Regions from separate parts of the Mus musculus genome. Here region 2 is linked to region 1. A link is a contact called in public promoter capture Hi-C data. All regions are on one chromosome and are shown on one strand. Each heading gives the region's core, a stretch centred on a gene start, on an enhancer-like site or on the middle of the called end of the contact. The rest is flanking DNA. Distances are from core to core; before and after follow the strand shown. Region 1 overlaps Uhrf1bp1 (UHRF1 (ICBP90) binding protein 1). Region 2 overlaps Anks1 (ankyrin repeat and SAM domain containing 1).

Region 1 (7,701 bases), core at 3,686-6,185:
ACGGCATCCCACCGCTAAGTCAGGCTTGGAAGGCAGAGACAGGCAAGCTACCTAGCTAGACTTCATGGATAGGTGAGCTCGGGGTTTGCCTTAAGAGGTTCTGCCTCAGCAGGTCAGGAGGCAGAGTGATCCGGAATGATTCCAAACACCACCGTAGCCCTCCACACACACACACACACACACACACACACACACACACAGAGTGATCCGGAATGATTCCAAACACCACCGTAGCCCTCCACACACACACACACACACACACACACACACAGAGTGATCCGGAATGATTCCAAACACCACCGTAGCCCTCCACACACACACACACACACACACACACACACGTACACTCACAAGAACATGAGAAATGAGGACTGGAGAGCTGGCTCTGGTTAAGAGCCCTGGCTGCTCTTCCAAAAGACCTGAGATCAATTCCCAGCACCCAGACAGTGGCTCACAACCATCTGTAAACCCAACCCCAGAGGATTTGATGCCCTGTTCTGGCCTTCTTGCAGGGTAAAAACACCCATACACAAAAAGAAATAAATGTATTTAATTCAGGAAGAAATACAAAGCTCTAACTCCTCAGCCTGTGAGTCACCCAACACCCCAGGAGAGGCTCCTCACGCTGCACTGTCCTTCCTAAGACCACAGAAGCTCACAGGAAAGCTGCTCTGCCCGCCCTTCTGACCACACTTAGCACAGGACCCACCCGCAGTCAGAGCTCAGCCTGACTTTCCTCCTCCACCGCTCTGGCAGACAGAGGCTCCCAGCGCTGCCTCACGGAGCAAGAGCGAAGGCCGGCTCCTCAGTTCAGCAGGTGAGTCTGCGAGCACAGCCTCCCTCTCGAGCAGCAGATTCCTAGCCATAAACTGGAGATACAAGGGTCTGTCTGGGCATCAAATTTAACAAATAGACTACAAGATAACCACTGCAATGATTATTACAGCAAAATCAGGTGCCGTGGCACACACCTGTGATGCAAAGACTCAAGAAGACAAGGCCAGAGGAAAGTTCTGTGTAAAATATCTCACTGTTTTGGCACTAATAAAACTTTCGTTTCAGTATAAAAAAAAATAAATAAATAAAGGAGGGAGGGAGGGAGGGAGTTCATTCCAGACCAGAAGGACTATGGTAAGACATTGTCTTGTCTCAAAACACAAGCAAACACACCATTACTTGGGCTAAGAGTATGGCTCGGTGCTAACGGCACAACCTAGCATTTGTCAGGTCTTGGTTTCTTTAGCAAAACCAAGGACAAAATACAGATGCCCAATGCAGTGTCGGGAGCTGCGAGGCTACAACACCCTGAAGAGCTACGGGCGTTGTTCTTTCTCTAAGAGTGCACACCGCAGGGAGCAGGGAGCGCAGTGATCAGACCTGGAGAGAAAGCAGAGGCCTTTCCTCAGAAGGAGGCTAAGGAACACTCACTTGGCAGGAGGCAAGGACAACATCTTGTGCATGGTAGAAGTCATTCGATCTCTCCCCAAACTGAAGGCATCCCTAGTCAGGGACACAGCCTCCTTGGTGAGGTCCACGGTAGCGTGAAGCGCCTCTTTGGTGGCGTCCTTGGTCATGTGAATAGCGCTGGACAGGTCCCCCTCAATGCTCCTCAAGGGCACGGGCTCGCCTTGGCCGTTCAGAGCAGCATCCCTGTCCGCCGGGGACTTCAGCGTAGCCGGGGACCTGGCACTCTGAGCTCGGCTTAGCTTCTTGGCCTGGAGAGACTCGACCGCCTCGTGGCTCTTCCCTACTGGCTGCTGTGCACATGGGCCTGGGTCTGGTAGCTCTCCATCGCTGGGCAGCCTCTCCTGGGACGCAGCCAGGTTCTCACCGCTGCCGTCCCTCAGCACCTTCTCGGGGCTTACTGCGCCCTGGTCTGAGGAGGCATCAGACTTCGGCTCCCGGTCCTCGGATGGTGACAGCTCAGAGTCTATGAGGCTGGTGGTGTCTGAGCCTGCAGAGTCCGCGTGAGCAGTCCCAGGGGCAGGATGCATGAGGAGAGCCACCTCGGCACTAGGGAAGAGAACGCCAATGCACACGGTCTGGTCCTGCAGGGGAGACCCGGTCATGGCCTCTGTGTCCTTTGTCAGCTGCTCCTGAAGGCCCTCTAGCACCTCCTTGAGGCGCAGCAGAGCCAAGTACTGGTAGTGGTCGAGCCTCACTCTGACATGGGCGGTGGAGTGGACAAGCATGTGAATGTCAGCCACATCCTCCAGGTCTGCCACACGGCCTTTGTGGTCCACACCAGCATCACCTTCTCTCACCGCCGCTGCCGGGCCTTCTGTAGAGCCTGAGAGGCTCTTCAAATCTCGCTCTGTCTTTGACCTCTGATGGGACACAGACTCAGGGGCAAGGGCTTCAGAGTGCACAGGACTGCCAAAGCTGGCTGACTGTTTTAGCCTCCCTTCCGAAGCCAAAAGGAGCCGTCGTGCCTGGGCTTGCTGCCAGCGGAGAGGAAGGCAGGCCCAAATGGACAAGGGGAAGGGAGCCACAAAATTCAGGGTATGGCCTCTGAAGTTTTCTGTGCCTTCAAAGTCCAAGGAGATCTGGGTGAAATGCAGGGACCAAAGATCCTGGGATGCGGCCAGCCTCTGAGGAGGGAGGGAGTCCATCTGGAAAGCATGGTGCAGGAAGAGCATGTGCAGAAGGCTGAAGCCCCCTGCCACCTGGGGAAAGTGACCGTAGCTACAACGAAAGAACTCGGTGGCAGCGAATCCCCGGAAGAGACTTTGGAGGTCTGGGCGAGTGCAGTTCGGGGCATGCCGGGTATTGGTGGCAATCATGGAGGACGTGGAGAGGACCAGCGCCTGGGGGCGATGCAGCTTCGCCAGCTCTCTCGTCTCCAGGGGGAAGCTCACCTTCAGAGAGCGAGCGAGACACAGTTAAGGCCATGCCAGCAAGCACAGGGCATCTGAAGCCAATTTTCCTGCTTCTGCCAAGTGGACACAGCAGAACTACAGCTCACCACCTTGGAGGGGATGTAGCTGTGTCTCCCCACACGTGACAAAGCCCAGCTCTGGCCCTACCTTCAACCAGAATGCGTCCAGTCGGACGTCCACGTGCTCATCTCTTCCCCTCGAAGCTTCCAGCTTATAGATGGCTTTAAACTGCTCCAAGCTTCGGTATAAATCTAGACAAAAGAGGTTTCCCCAAAGCAAGCTGACAGGATCCACGGTAAACGTCAGCCCGTTTAACTGGATGTAGAGATTGGGACAGGGAACTGGAAGCAGAGAAAACAGAACGTCACGTACAAGGCGGCAGCTAGACACTCACAGACCAGCAAGCTGCACTAGCCCAAAAGTAAAAACACCGGAGCCCTGCACACGGCATGGCTTTCCTTGTTCTGCTTTTGAGATGGGGTCTCACAGACTCCAGGCTGCCCTCACACTCACATGTAGCCATGGACAACCTGGAGAGACTATCAACTTCTGATCCTCCTGCCTCCACCTCCCTCACCCCAGGGCAGTTTTAACTTCAACAAAACTGACTCGCCACAAGTGAGACCATATACAGTGGCCTCAATGTGGACAAAGGTGAAGAGCAGCACCAGAGGAAATGGCAGCCCAGCTTACCCGGAAGCTCCTGATTATCCGGGAAGTAATACTCTGTGAACTGTACGTGGATGGCAGCCACCTGAGGCGGGAGGTGGTGGCGCTTGCGGCTGCAGGAGAGCAGAGTGGACGGCTTCTTACTTGGCTGTCCAGCTGTGGAAACCTGAGTAACCACAAGTCACTGTGAGCCTGTGTCACCACACTCACAACAACGTCCTCCCCTGAGGGGAGGCTCCCAAGCACATGCCAGGCACTGTCACGTGCGCTCTGCACTGTCCCCCAGCCGCTCTGCTGTTTGGTTTGGGGATGGGTCCCATGTAGCCAGTCCAAGCTCATTTCAGCAGGAGGCTGTAATCAACACTCCGAGAACATGCCAAGGCCTCTCTCAGAGGCCATGCTCAACAGCAACTGGCCAACTGGCCACCTCTTTAGGAATGAGGCTAACAAGTCGTGGGTTCTACATCTTGGTTCATGTTATTCCTCAACACCCTACACCCCAGTGTCCCCATGTCCTCACCTGGTGGATGTCCAAGTCATCTACTCGTACAACCAGGCAGCTAGAGCGTAAGCGATTCCATGCTGGAGCCCCAAAGGCAGCCTGCCGGCCCTGAGTAGGGCTTTTGTCCAGAGGGGTCTTTCCAGGACTAGAGAAAGAATCTAAATAAAAAGGAAAAGGAAGTAGATACATTCGTTGCTCATTATTAATAAAATCGAGAAGGTAAACCAGGGTCAGTAATGGCACGAAAAGGCAAAGGGAGCCAAACCGCTGGGTGGGAGCTCAGTGACCGGCTGGGTAAGCTTGAGACAACGGCTACTGACAGAGGGGGCTCCAGAAGACAGGGTCACAGGCATCACACTAGAGCAGCTGGGGCCAAGAGACAGTGCTTCACCTCCACCAGCTACTTAAAGCTGGTCAGCAAAAGGCTGAGCAAGTAGACTCCTGGGGTGGGGGTGCGAAAACCTACCTGCTTTCCTCCGGAAGGGAGGGTCCACCCCCAACAGCCACGGGGGCTTCACACTGCCCCCCTCACACTGCTTCTCCACCCGACTCTGAAACTCTGTCACCAGTTGCTGGGCCCAGTGGCCTCGGGTTTCCATGGCCTCACAGTGCCGCACCCAGTGTTTACAGCTGTCACCTAGGGGATGGAGAAGAACATGATTTCAGCCCAGGACCACAGTCCAGTGCCCTAGTCAAAATTCAGAATTACCATGCCCTTCCAAGCTCCACATGCAGCTCTCACTCCCTAGGGGGCTCGAGGAAGGGGCCACTTCTGGCTCTGGACTACTAGAGCTTTTAAACCCACTGACCCTGAGGGGCTTAGACACCACCCAGGGTTAGAGATGTCATCTCAGAAAAATTCCAAGCACCCTCTAAGCACATGCAGCAATGTCCTTGGTCTGAAGCCAGAACTCTGTCCTCAAATGTCCAGGGCCATGCTAGAACACGTGAAGTTTCTCTAACCTGCCCGATGGAAGGGGTAGTAGTCAAACGCCATCCTGCGGAAGGTGAGCTGCATAGCACCACCCGTGAGTCTGTTTGCAGAGACACCTATGAGAGAGAGACACAGGTGAACAGCGCTGGAGGAGTAGAGAAACCCGAGCATCGCCCAAACCACTAGGAAGCCCTCTGCGGGCTGAACCCTGATCCTCCTGCAAGAGTAACCAGTGTCCTTAACTGATGAGCCTGTATCTGTCCTTTATATACTAAAAAGAATACGTAAAGATTCCTTTGTTCAACTCATGAATAAGAAACAATAATAACTGTTAAATGAGCTGCTTTAAAGCTATTAGTATTGAAGTTAAATCTAAACCTATCATCACTGATAATGCTTTGTGGAGTTTCATTGCTTTTTAGTGAAGGACTCATTAATCTCAGGTTAGTCTCATACTACTCATACTCATACAGCCAGGAGTGACCTTGAACTCCTGATCCTCCTGCCTCTACCTCCCAACAGCTACACTTATAACCCATACAACAGCAAAAGTGTGCTCTTTTTATTTGGAGGAAGGGTGTTCTTGAGACAGGGTCTTGTCATGTGGCACAAGCTGGCCTCAAACTCATGGCAATACTTCTGCCACACCATCCAGAGCAATAGGATCACGGTTGCATCACACCACCAGCGAGCGCACAGTGTGGCCCAGGCTGGCCTCAGACTCAAGGGACCCATCCAGGATTAAAGGCATTCACCACCACTCCAAGGCCCTAGGCAACACTGGGAAGAAATTACTACACAATAGCTGTTCTAATAATCGCTTCCTCCAGTGGAAAAGCCAGGTTTACACTGTCGTTGCTCAAGTGGAGGTGGAGTTTCTGCAAGAGCGAGGAGGAGTCAACTACCAGGCATGCTGCTTGGTGGAAAAGACAAAGGGCAGGCACTGTCTGTCCCCGAAAGCGAATCCTGGTCTCATTACAAGAGGTAAATATACAGCAGCTGTGGCTGGGCTTGGCGGTCCAGCACCGCACAGCGCTCACGAAGTGAGGGGTTCAACCCTCAGCACCACCAACGCAAGTAGGTAAGAGGCGAATAGCAAATGCAGCCCAGCCCACAGCTAGCGGCGTACAGAAGAGAAAGGGCTGACACAGGTGAGCACGTAAAACCGCAAGGGAAAGGGAAAGGGACAGCGCTGACTGGGTAAGCAGGGAGTCAAAACCATACTCCAGGTCCCCTGAGCCAGTGCAGCATCGCCCTGGAGCCTGACAATGGCTGCAGTAAATGGGGACAGGCTGACTTCACTTATTTCCTACCCAAGGACAGTCAAAGAAGGTAAGTGAAAGGTTACTGGTCTCTGCGGGGATCATAAAGAAAAAAGTCAATCCAGAAGTGGATGCTCACAGTCAGCTACTGATGGATCACAGGGCCCCCAATGGAGGAGCTAGAGAAAGTACCCAAGGAGCTGAAGGGATCTGCAACCCTATAGGAGGAACAACAATATGAACTAACCAGTACCCCCCAGAGCTCATGTCTCTAGCTGCATATGTATCAAAAGATGGTCTAGTCGGCCATCATTGGGAAGAGAGGCCCCTTGGTCTTGCAAACTTTATATGCCCCGGTACAGGGGAACGCCAGGGCCAGGTAGCGGGAGTGGGTGGGTAGGGGAGCAGGGCAGAGGGAAGGTATAGGGAACTTTCTTTCGGGATAGCATTTGAAATGTGTATAAAGAAAAAATCTAATAAAAAAAAATCTGCCAAAAAAAAAAAAAAATAGAAAAACGTCAATCGTTCTGAATAAATATAATACACGTGTGATACTATTTTATCACTAATACAACATAACCTCTCTACACATATAAATACAGTATATATAAATGGGGGAGGTTTTGAGACAGGGTTCCTCTGTGTAGACCAGGCTGGCATTGAACTCATGGAGATCCGCCTGCCGCTGCCTCCTGAGTGCTGGGATTAAAGCTGTGTGCCACCACATCTGACAATCACAACACAGTACTAAAATGACTCAACTCTGAACATTCTGGTTCTGGGTGGAGCTGGGGGCACAACACCGTCTGTCTGGATACATACAAGGTCTGTGTTCACTCCTCAGCTCTAATGAAGAGACAAATCTGCTGAGGTCTCCTAGACTCAATTTATTTTTCCTAAAATCCTCGCCAGTGGTTCTCAACCTCTAGCAAACACCAGCATTTGGAGACCTTGGGAGGTAAGGGTCACGCTGGTCGGGCTCTGGCCATGAAGCTCTGCATCCGCATGGTGGGAAAGGACCTGCTGTGTGTACTGTGTGACTGCTGGCTCCAGCATACTCTAAAGGCTGGAGAGCTCTCCTCCCACTGACACAGAGCTATCCCAGAAGGGCTGGGTCCTAAGCAGTGCCCAGATTCTGGGTGCTAACTGAAGGCTGAAGGCTAGAGGGCAGTGTCGGTCAGAAGAGCCTTCATCCGAGGCTCTGCCCAAGACCGACAGTGGTGGATGGGCCGAGCAGCTGGGCACAGGCCTCTTCATACCTGGCTCTCGGGACTGGCTGTCATCGCAGATGTGCAGGTCCAGGCGGGAGATGAGGAGGTGGTAGGAAGACTCCTTCACGTCAAATTTCTCAAAATACTGGCTGAGACGACTGCTGCTGCTGCTGCCCTGGCTGCCACCGAATGCCTGGGCCCAAGTCTGCTGAGCACTGGGAGCGGGTGGAGTGGTCTACTTGTG
Region 2 (7,701 bases), core at 1,885-4,384, 71 kb before region 1:
GCTCCAGCCCTAGTAGGGAGAGCAGGTGCCTCTGGCCTCTGTAGACACTGGCGCATGTGCTTGTACACTCACACGGACCCATACACACACGTGATTAAAATGAATGAGATAAAATGTTAGGATGAGTCTATAAATAAGACTAGAAACTACCACCTCACTGCATGGTGAGAAGCTAAGTGTTCTCCTGGGAAAAAACCAAGGTGTGGATGTCCCTCTTGATACTGTGTCCTCCTCGCTTGCGCGCACACGTGCGTGCATGCACATGCACACAAACGTAAAACAAAAGCTTTCCAAATAGTAGCAAAGTAAGCCGGGTGCACTGGCACAGGCCTGTAATGCTAGTACTCAGCAGGCAGGGGAGGACAGTCTCTGAGTTTGAGATACCCTGGTGTACACACTGTGTTCCAGGGATAATACAGTGTAAGGCACTGTCTACAGAATGGTTCCGACTGGGTTCATTTCTCTCTCTACCTTATTTAGACAGGGACCCTTGCTGGACCCACAGCTCATCAACCTGGTCTCACTGGCTGGTCACCAAGCTCTAAGGATGCTTCTGTCTTTACCTCCCCAGGATAGCTATGAACCCAGCCCAACGTAAATTCTGAGCTTACTTAGACGTTTTTGTTTTGAGATTTACTATTATTTTTAGATTATTAAATGGCAGCTGGATTGTGTAGTTCCTGAACATGAACTTCACAGATAACTCTGTGGTGTTACAATGTCAAAGGGTTGGACATGCCTTTGAGAGAACGAACAGAAAAAAATTTCACTTCCTCCAGAATATGGCCTGGCACTGGGAAGCCACACAAGGGACAGCGGAACCTCCCATGAGATTACAGCCAGGGCAATCAGATTCAAAAGGTAACACTGAGTGGCTGATCCTGTTGAGTTCTACCCCTTACCCAGAGAGATCTGAAACACAGACATCCTTGAGGTTCCCAACCTGTCACACTCTGCTGCTTGATGACAACCTGGGTTTTATCTTTTTCTTTAAAAAAAAAAATGTGTTTATTTTATGTATGCGAGTACACTGTCACTGTCTTCAGACACACCAGGCATCAAATGCCATTACAGATGGCTGTGAGCCACCATGTGGTTGCTGGGAATTGAACTCAGGACCTCTGGAAGAGCAGCCAGTGCTTTTAACCACTGAGCCATCTCTGCAGTCCCAACCCAGGTTTTTTCAAGGATCAGTTTGGGTCAAATCTCAGAAATGCATCAGGATGGTCAAGAATGTCAAACATCAGGGGACCTGATCCATCCATTACTAAAGAAGAAAAGCCATATACCCCTTTAATTAAAAATAGCTGCTGTGCAGGGTGAGCACTTCATCTGTAATCCTGTCACCTGAGCGGCCTGAGACAAGACGGTGGCCGCAAATTCAAAACCAGCCTGGGCCATACAGTGAGATCCTTTCAAAACAAAATAATCTTGACAACTCAGTACACTTTCATTACATATAGCAACAATAACATAGGTTTTAATGTGTAATATTATATATTTTAAATCATATTTACATATTAAATGATGTGCTATACATATATAGCATATGCTATTTAATTATTTGTTTATTTAGGTATTCTGAGGCAGGGTTGCTCTACATACCCCTGGATGTTCTAGAACTCACTACATAGGGCCAGGCTATCTTGGAACTCAGAGTGCCACCTACCTTTCTGCCCCTTGAGTGCTGGGATTAAAGACATGCACCACCATGTCCAGCTTCTCATGACTTTTTAAAGAAAACCAACCTGAGGGGCTGGAGCAGTGTGGCTCAGCAGTTGAGAACACAGAACGTCCTTGCAGAGGGCCCAGGCTATGTTCTGGGCACCCATGTTTGGGCAGCTCACAACTGTGTATAACTCCAGTTCCAGGGAATCCACTGTCCCCTGGTCTCAGTATATGTCAACAGGAACACACAGTTACAAAGAACTGTAATAAAAACATCAACAATGCATTAAATGTAAAAAACATAAAGGCAGATCAGGTATCACCGCTGAAAGAAACACAGACTGTATTTGTATATGTACAGAGAAAAAAATTAATTTCTTATAGGTTAGAGGATCCAAAGGATGAAGACATTTTGTAAATTCTGTGAATTTATTTTTAATTCATGTGCACTGGTATTTTGCCTACACTCAGGTGTCAGATCCTCTGGAGCTGGAGTGGCAGACAGTTGTGAGCAACCAGGTGGGTGCTGGGAATTGAACCCGGGTCCTCTGAAAGAGTAGCCAGTGCTCTTACCGAGCCATCTCTCCAGTCCCCTATTTTGTAAATTTTATAGTTTTGACTATCTTTTGTTAACCAAGAGGGCATATTACTTAAATAATTGTAAATGGGCTTTTATATTTTAGTTAAAGTTCGAGTCATCAACATGTCTACCTTGGTTCAATTTGAATTTGTATGCAATGTGCATAAAAGTGTATAAAAAAATCATCAAGAAAAGTATTTCTCCATCTCACAGACCGGTGCAAACTGAAGCACGTCACATTTCTGTTTCTCCTCTGAAATTATGTGCAGATTCCCATTGATGCTTCAAGGACAGAGGCACCTTTGAGTGCACTGTCTAGAACATTCTACACACTCACTAAATATGTTTCCAGCAGGAGAGATGGGAACAGTGCACTGTAGACGCTCCCGTTCATGTCCAGGTCAGCTGGCTGCACCGCTTGCCCAGCCGGATAAGGAATGTGCGCAGTGGCCCTGCCTTCTCTTCTCCAGGCAGTTGGTTTCCAGAGCTTGCCCTGCGGAACCCACTCTACAAACACAGTGTCCTCATCAGCACAGACACTCCCTTCTTAGACCCAGGCTGCTGATCCTGCAACTATGCTTGCTGTGAAAAGCAAATGAACACCAACTGAGACACCAACTCTGGGAATGGACTCTGTGGCCGTCTCTTCAGGTCCCAGAGAAGAGAGCAGAGCCTGAGATGCAGAGCTTCCTCCAGATGTCAAGGGACTGCAGCCACTCCCTACAGGCTGCAACACGAGGGGGAAAGGCCACAGGAGACAATATGCATGCCCTGGCTCTCCCAGTTTGCTGGGGCTGACTTCTGCCCCATCTTCTAAGCAGAATGTGGGAAGTATTAGCAAACACCGTGACACATGATGAGCCAGCAGCAGCCGTCCTTAGGGACTGCCCAGTGCTTTTACTCCTCAGGACGAAAGTAAAAAGGCAGCAAGCAATGACTCCACCACAGCACAGGGTAGGCACTGTGAAAACCAACCAGGCAAGCTCACGATAAAAATGCTAAGGGAGGCATTCTGACCCGGCTGCTGCAGCCTGCATGCGTGCCTGACTTGGGAGGAAGGGCTCCAGAGACATTAGGTCAATCAATGACTGCTCTGCATCCTGTCCATTGATGGCAAAAGTGTACTTCTGCCTCTACTGGACTATTCTAACTACTTTTGAGTTGCTTGTGAAACAAATGTATTCGTGTTATCTAAAACCAGTTTTAAGGATAAAAATTCATAAACTGTCTGTGGAGGTGCTCAGCCGAAGATGGCAAGTTCAGCCTGGCCTGGACTACACAGTGAGACACAGCTCACAAAATAATAATATGCATATGCATATGCATATGCACGCACGCACGCACGCACACAGAAACAGAGAGAGAGTTAGGACAACCACTAAATATTCTGATGCTGTAACACTTCAGAGTTTTTAAGACTCATTCGGTTGGTTTGTTTGTTTAAGACAGGGTCACACTATGGAGCTCTGGCTGGCCTGGAACTGCCTGCTGGGATCAAAGGTGGGGATGTGCACCACCTCACTCTTGTCTTTTACCAATTAAACTGTGGGCTAAAACCACGTGGGGTCCTGTAACTGAGTGTGGGAATAACAACAACAACAACAACAACGATGACGACAGTAGTAGTAATAATGGTAAGGTATTTCTGGACCTACAATGGACCAAAAATTAATTCAAACTCCAGTGTGAGATGAACCGGAGGCGCTCCTGGCAGCGCTGGGCTGTGTTATATACATCACATGACTTCTTTGCGTCTTTGGTTGCACTACACACCACCAAACAATGCTGCCCACAACCCCTGGCCTGAGATCCAGTAGACTCTATGCTATGAATGGTAGGATTGATTCCACATAGCAAGCTTTCTGCTTCTACAGAAATCTAATGGGTTAATTACAGAAAATAAGGACTTTAAAAAAATGGCTTATCAGCCAGGTGGTGGTGGTGCATGCATTTAATCCCAGCACTCAGGAGTCAGAAGCAGGCAGCTCTCTTAGTTTGAGGCCAGCCTGGTCTACAAAGCAAGTTCCAGGATGACTAGGTCTACACAGACAAACCCTGTATCAAAACAACCAACAAAAGAAGTGGCTGAGTTAGTAGTCACAGTAATGGGTTTCCTTATGGTATTTTCTTTCTTTCTTTTTTCTTTTTTAAAGAAAGATTTATTTATTTTATATATATGAGTACACTGTAGCTGTACAGATGGTTGTGAGCCAACATGTGGGTTGCTAGGAATTGGTTCTTTTCAGAAAGTTCTCAGTTGCCCTTGCCTGTGTCTTGGGAGTTCCCTCTGCGGTTTCAAAGCTTTATGTAGGATCCTCAGGGCCCTGATCCACACTGACTGCAGAAGGAAAGGCGGGTCAGGTTTCACCAATCTACAAACAGTTGCCCGTTTTCTCAGCACTGGTTGCTAAGGAGGTGCTCTTTTCAATCTAGTGTATGTTTGTAATAACTCTGCTAAAAAACGAAGTGGCTCTGGCCAGCAAGGTGGCTCTGTGGATGAAGGTACTTGCCACGTAAACCTGACGACCTGTGTTCAATCCCTTGAACCCACCTGAAGGAGGATGAGAGGTCCAACTCCACAGAGCTGCCCTCTGACCTCCATGTTCTTACTTACAGGAGGAGTAATTGAATAGCAGACAACTATAGCTGCATGGACTTCTGTGTCCATTACTTGAACCCATTGGTCCGCATGCCTGTGCTACGCTGTCTTAGTGACTTTGGCTCTACAGCACAATTTGAGACTAGCTAGCGTGCTGCCCCCAGCATTACTTGTTCTGTTTAGGACTACTGTCCTATTTTATGCTTTTGTACAATTGTAGGACTGCTTTTCCGACGGGGGCAGCTACTTTTGGTAATACAGCCATCCTCACAATGCTAAGTCTGCCGGCCCACATGCACAGGAGAGTGTCCAGCTTTCTCTATGGAACCCTCCTTGGTTCAGCACAATCCTCGTTTTAAAAGCTATTGTGAATAGGGTATTTTTCCTAATTTTTTTAATGTGTGTCAGCAGATTTGTTAGTTTACCTGGAAAAAAATAGTATGCCAATTTCACAAATGGCTACTTTACTGAAAGTGTTTATCAGCACTCTATAGGTCTTTTGGTGGCAGCTTGAAGGTCTTTTAAACATAGACTCAAGTTGTCTGCAACAGGTGATCTGATCGTCCCTTCCTCTCTGCACCCATCTTAGTTTTCTCAAGGCTCCAGACCTGTAAGTACCACACTGAACAGGAGGAAGGGTGGGAACCTCTCCCTAGTCCATACCATGCCAGCCAGGGTTTATCACACATAGCCCTCACGGTACCCAGAGGAGCCCCTGGGACTGACTGCTTCGGGACTTTAGTGTGAAAGGATGCTGTCCTTCCTGCATCTACGAGATAATGATGTAATTCTGTTCCTCAGTCTGCATGTTGTACTTAATACACAATGATTAGACGGAGATAAAGTCTTCCTCATCTCTCCAACGGTTGATCAGATGTTAGCATGGCTACAGAAGCATGGTTGGCTTGTGTGTGATTGGTAGGTTGGCTTCTATCTCTTGGCTCTCAGTCTGTGTGTATCTTTACCTGTGAGATGTGGTGTTTTTAAGTTTAATATGTTCCGAGCTGCGCGTGGTGGCACACACCTTTAATCTCAGCACTTGGGAGGCAGAGGTAGGCGGATTTCTGAGTTTGAGGCCAGCCTGGTATACAAAGTGAGTTCCAGGACAGCCAGAGCTATACAGGGAAACCCTGTCTCGAAAAAACAAAAATCAAAAAACAAACAAACAAAAAAACCAAAAAACAACCAACCCCCCCAAAAAAAGTTTAATATGTTCCTATTGTTATTACTTATCATGTAATAACAAGTCAATATACCAAATTGATGCATATTAGTCAAACAAGCACATCTGTCTTGTTAGCATGCACATTGTTTTCAGTTAGTATGTGACAAAGTGATATGTAGTCTGGAGAATTGTTTTAAAATAAATTTCTTTATGGATTGTTATCAATAAATATTTGATTTTCTAACCTATGTTATGTATTTATAGATGCTAAACCATATGGGAGCTCCTCATGGGTAACGGGATTGTAAAAGTGAATGTGTGGAAGGCTTTGGTTTGTGTTTCAACTGAAGGAAAACCGGGAAGCAAAAACTGCTAGGACCCAGCAACACAACATCACCAACTCTTAGTGAGCATTCAGCCGGGACAGGATGGAAACAGGCTGGGGCAGGAGTGAGGGCAAACACCGCACATCTGCCCAGTAGGGAGCAGGAAGGTAGAGCAGAGTAGTGGCACAGACCTCCTTCACAGCAGGTTTACCTGCTCCTCAAGGACAGCTCTCTGGGGTGGGATGGGGAGCCTCTCCATGCCTTGTTGGGAAGAATCCAAGGGACACTGAATTGTTTAGTGTGGTTAAATGGGTCTGCAGAGCTCCAGTCTGCTTGGTGCTGGTTCTTCTAAGGAAAAAGAAAATCCTTTAAAACTGCAATTAGAAATGAATGACTTAGGCGGGAGAGATGGCCCAGCGGTTGAGCACTGGCTGAACTCCTGAAGGTTTAAATCCCAGCAACCTCACGGTGGCTCACAACCATCTGTAATGGGACCCGATGCCCTCTTCTGGTGTGTCTGAAGACATCGACAGTGTACTCATAATAAGATAATTCTTTTTTAAAAGAATGAATGACGGATGGACGGACAGACAGAAAAAAAGAAAGAAAGAAAGAGAGAGAGAGAGAGAGAGAGAGAGAGAGAGAGAGAAAGACAGACAATACAGGAGATGATGGTGCAGGACTTTAACCCCAGCACTCAGAAGGCAGACCCAGGCATATCTCCAAGTTTGAGGCCAGCCTAGTCCACAGAGTGAGTCCCAGGACAGCCAGGGCTACACAGAGAAACCCTCTCCCCCACCCCACTCCTCCCAAAAAGAAAACCAACCAACCAAAAAACAAACAACCCCCCCCCAACCGAAATGAAACAAGAGAAAGAACCAATGAATGGTTTAGAGCGCACGTTAACCTGGGTAAACATAAAAGGTGCCCATGCTGACTGCATTTCACTCATGAGTTAAGGATGTGCCCGCAGGTCCCTCTCAGAGGGAAGGAAGGAGAAGAGAGGTCACTATACAACAGCTCCTGGAGAGGGGTCCAGGGAAAGCAATGTCCCACAGCATCACTTACAATGACATGTTTGACAGCTCAACAACATAGGACAAGGGTGCACATAAACAGGGCTGCATTAAAGGCCATAGTGGCCATGAGACTAAGTGCTCAGGACCTAGTCCTCACCAAGGTCTCTCAGGAGCAGAGGAAACAGTGCTGCAAGACCCTGCCCATCATACCAACCCTGCCCATCACCACTAAGCTTCTGGTCTTTCAGAATGAGGCCAAGTCAAACCAGGAAAAGCAGCAATGCCTTGGCTGAGCCCTTATTAGCCCTCATACCACCTCTGTCTTCCCCAACTGCCTTTCCCTA

What was found. Capture Hi-C pulls out chosen DNA fragments and counts their contacts.
Region 2: a contact with region 1 is called in a promoter capture Hi-C map of adipose tissue. The contact joins two enhancer-like sites. A contact is called at or near these places in 8 of 39 promoter capture datasets (the HPC-7 cell line, cranial neural crest, embryonic stem cells and 5 more), 1 of 15 datasets of contacts at CTCF or cohesin (the NIH/3T3 cell line), 3 of 484 Hi-C or Micro-C datasets (ECoMG myeloid progenitors, Th1 cells and embryonic stem cells) and 2 of 9 other capture datasets (adipose tissue and liver).

What each region holds. Positions count from the first base shown.
Region 1 is chr17:27,881,420-27,889,120 of GRCm38.p6, reverse strand. It overlaps Uhrf1bp1 (UHRF1 (ICBP90) binding protein 1), which reads right to left. Exons shown (of 21, transcript NM_001080769.1): 8 at 7,506-7,692; 9 at 5,014-5,100; 10 at 4,517-4,687; 11 at 4,069-4,208; 12 at 3,573-3,714; 13 at 3,027-3,220; 14 at 1,429-2,858. Among named protein-coding and RNA genes, the nearest start is that of Taf11, 22 kb to the left of the region's middle. Within about 2 kb of position 4,935, at least 4 of the 459 cell types and tissues checked have an H3K27ac peak or open chromatin away from gene starts, as enhancers often do. A contact at or near this core is called in adipose tissue, where this site is marked.
Region 2 is chr17:27,950,219-27,957,919 of GRCm38.p6, reverse strand. The region is part of intron 1 of Anks1 (ankyrin repeat and SAM domain containing 1); the gene reads right to left. Among named protein-coding and RNA genes, the nearest start is that of Anks1, 45 kb to the right of the region's middle. Within about 2 kb of position 3,134, at least 36 of the 459 cell types and tissues checked have an H3K27ac peak or open chromatin away from gene starts, as enhancers often do. A contact at or near this core is called in adipose tissue, where this site is marked.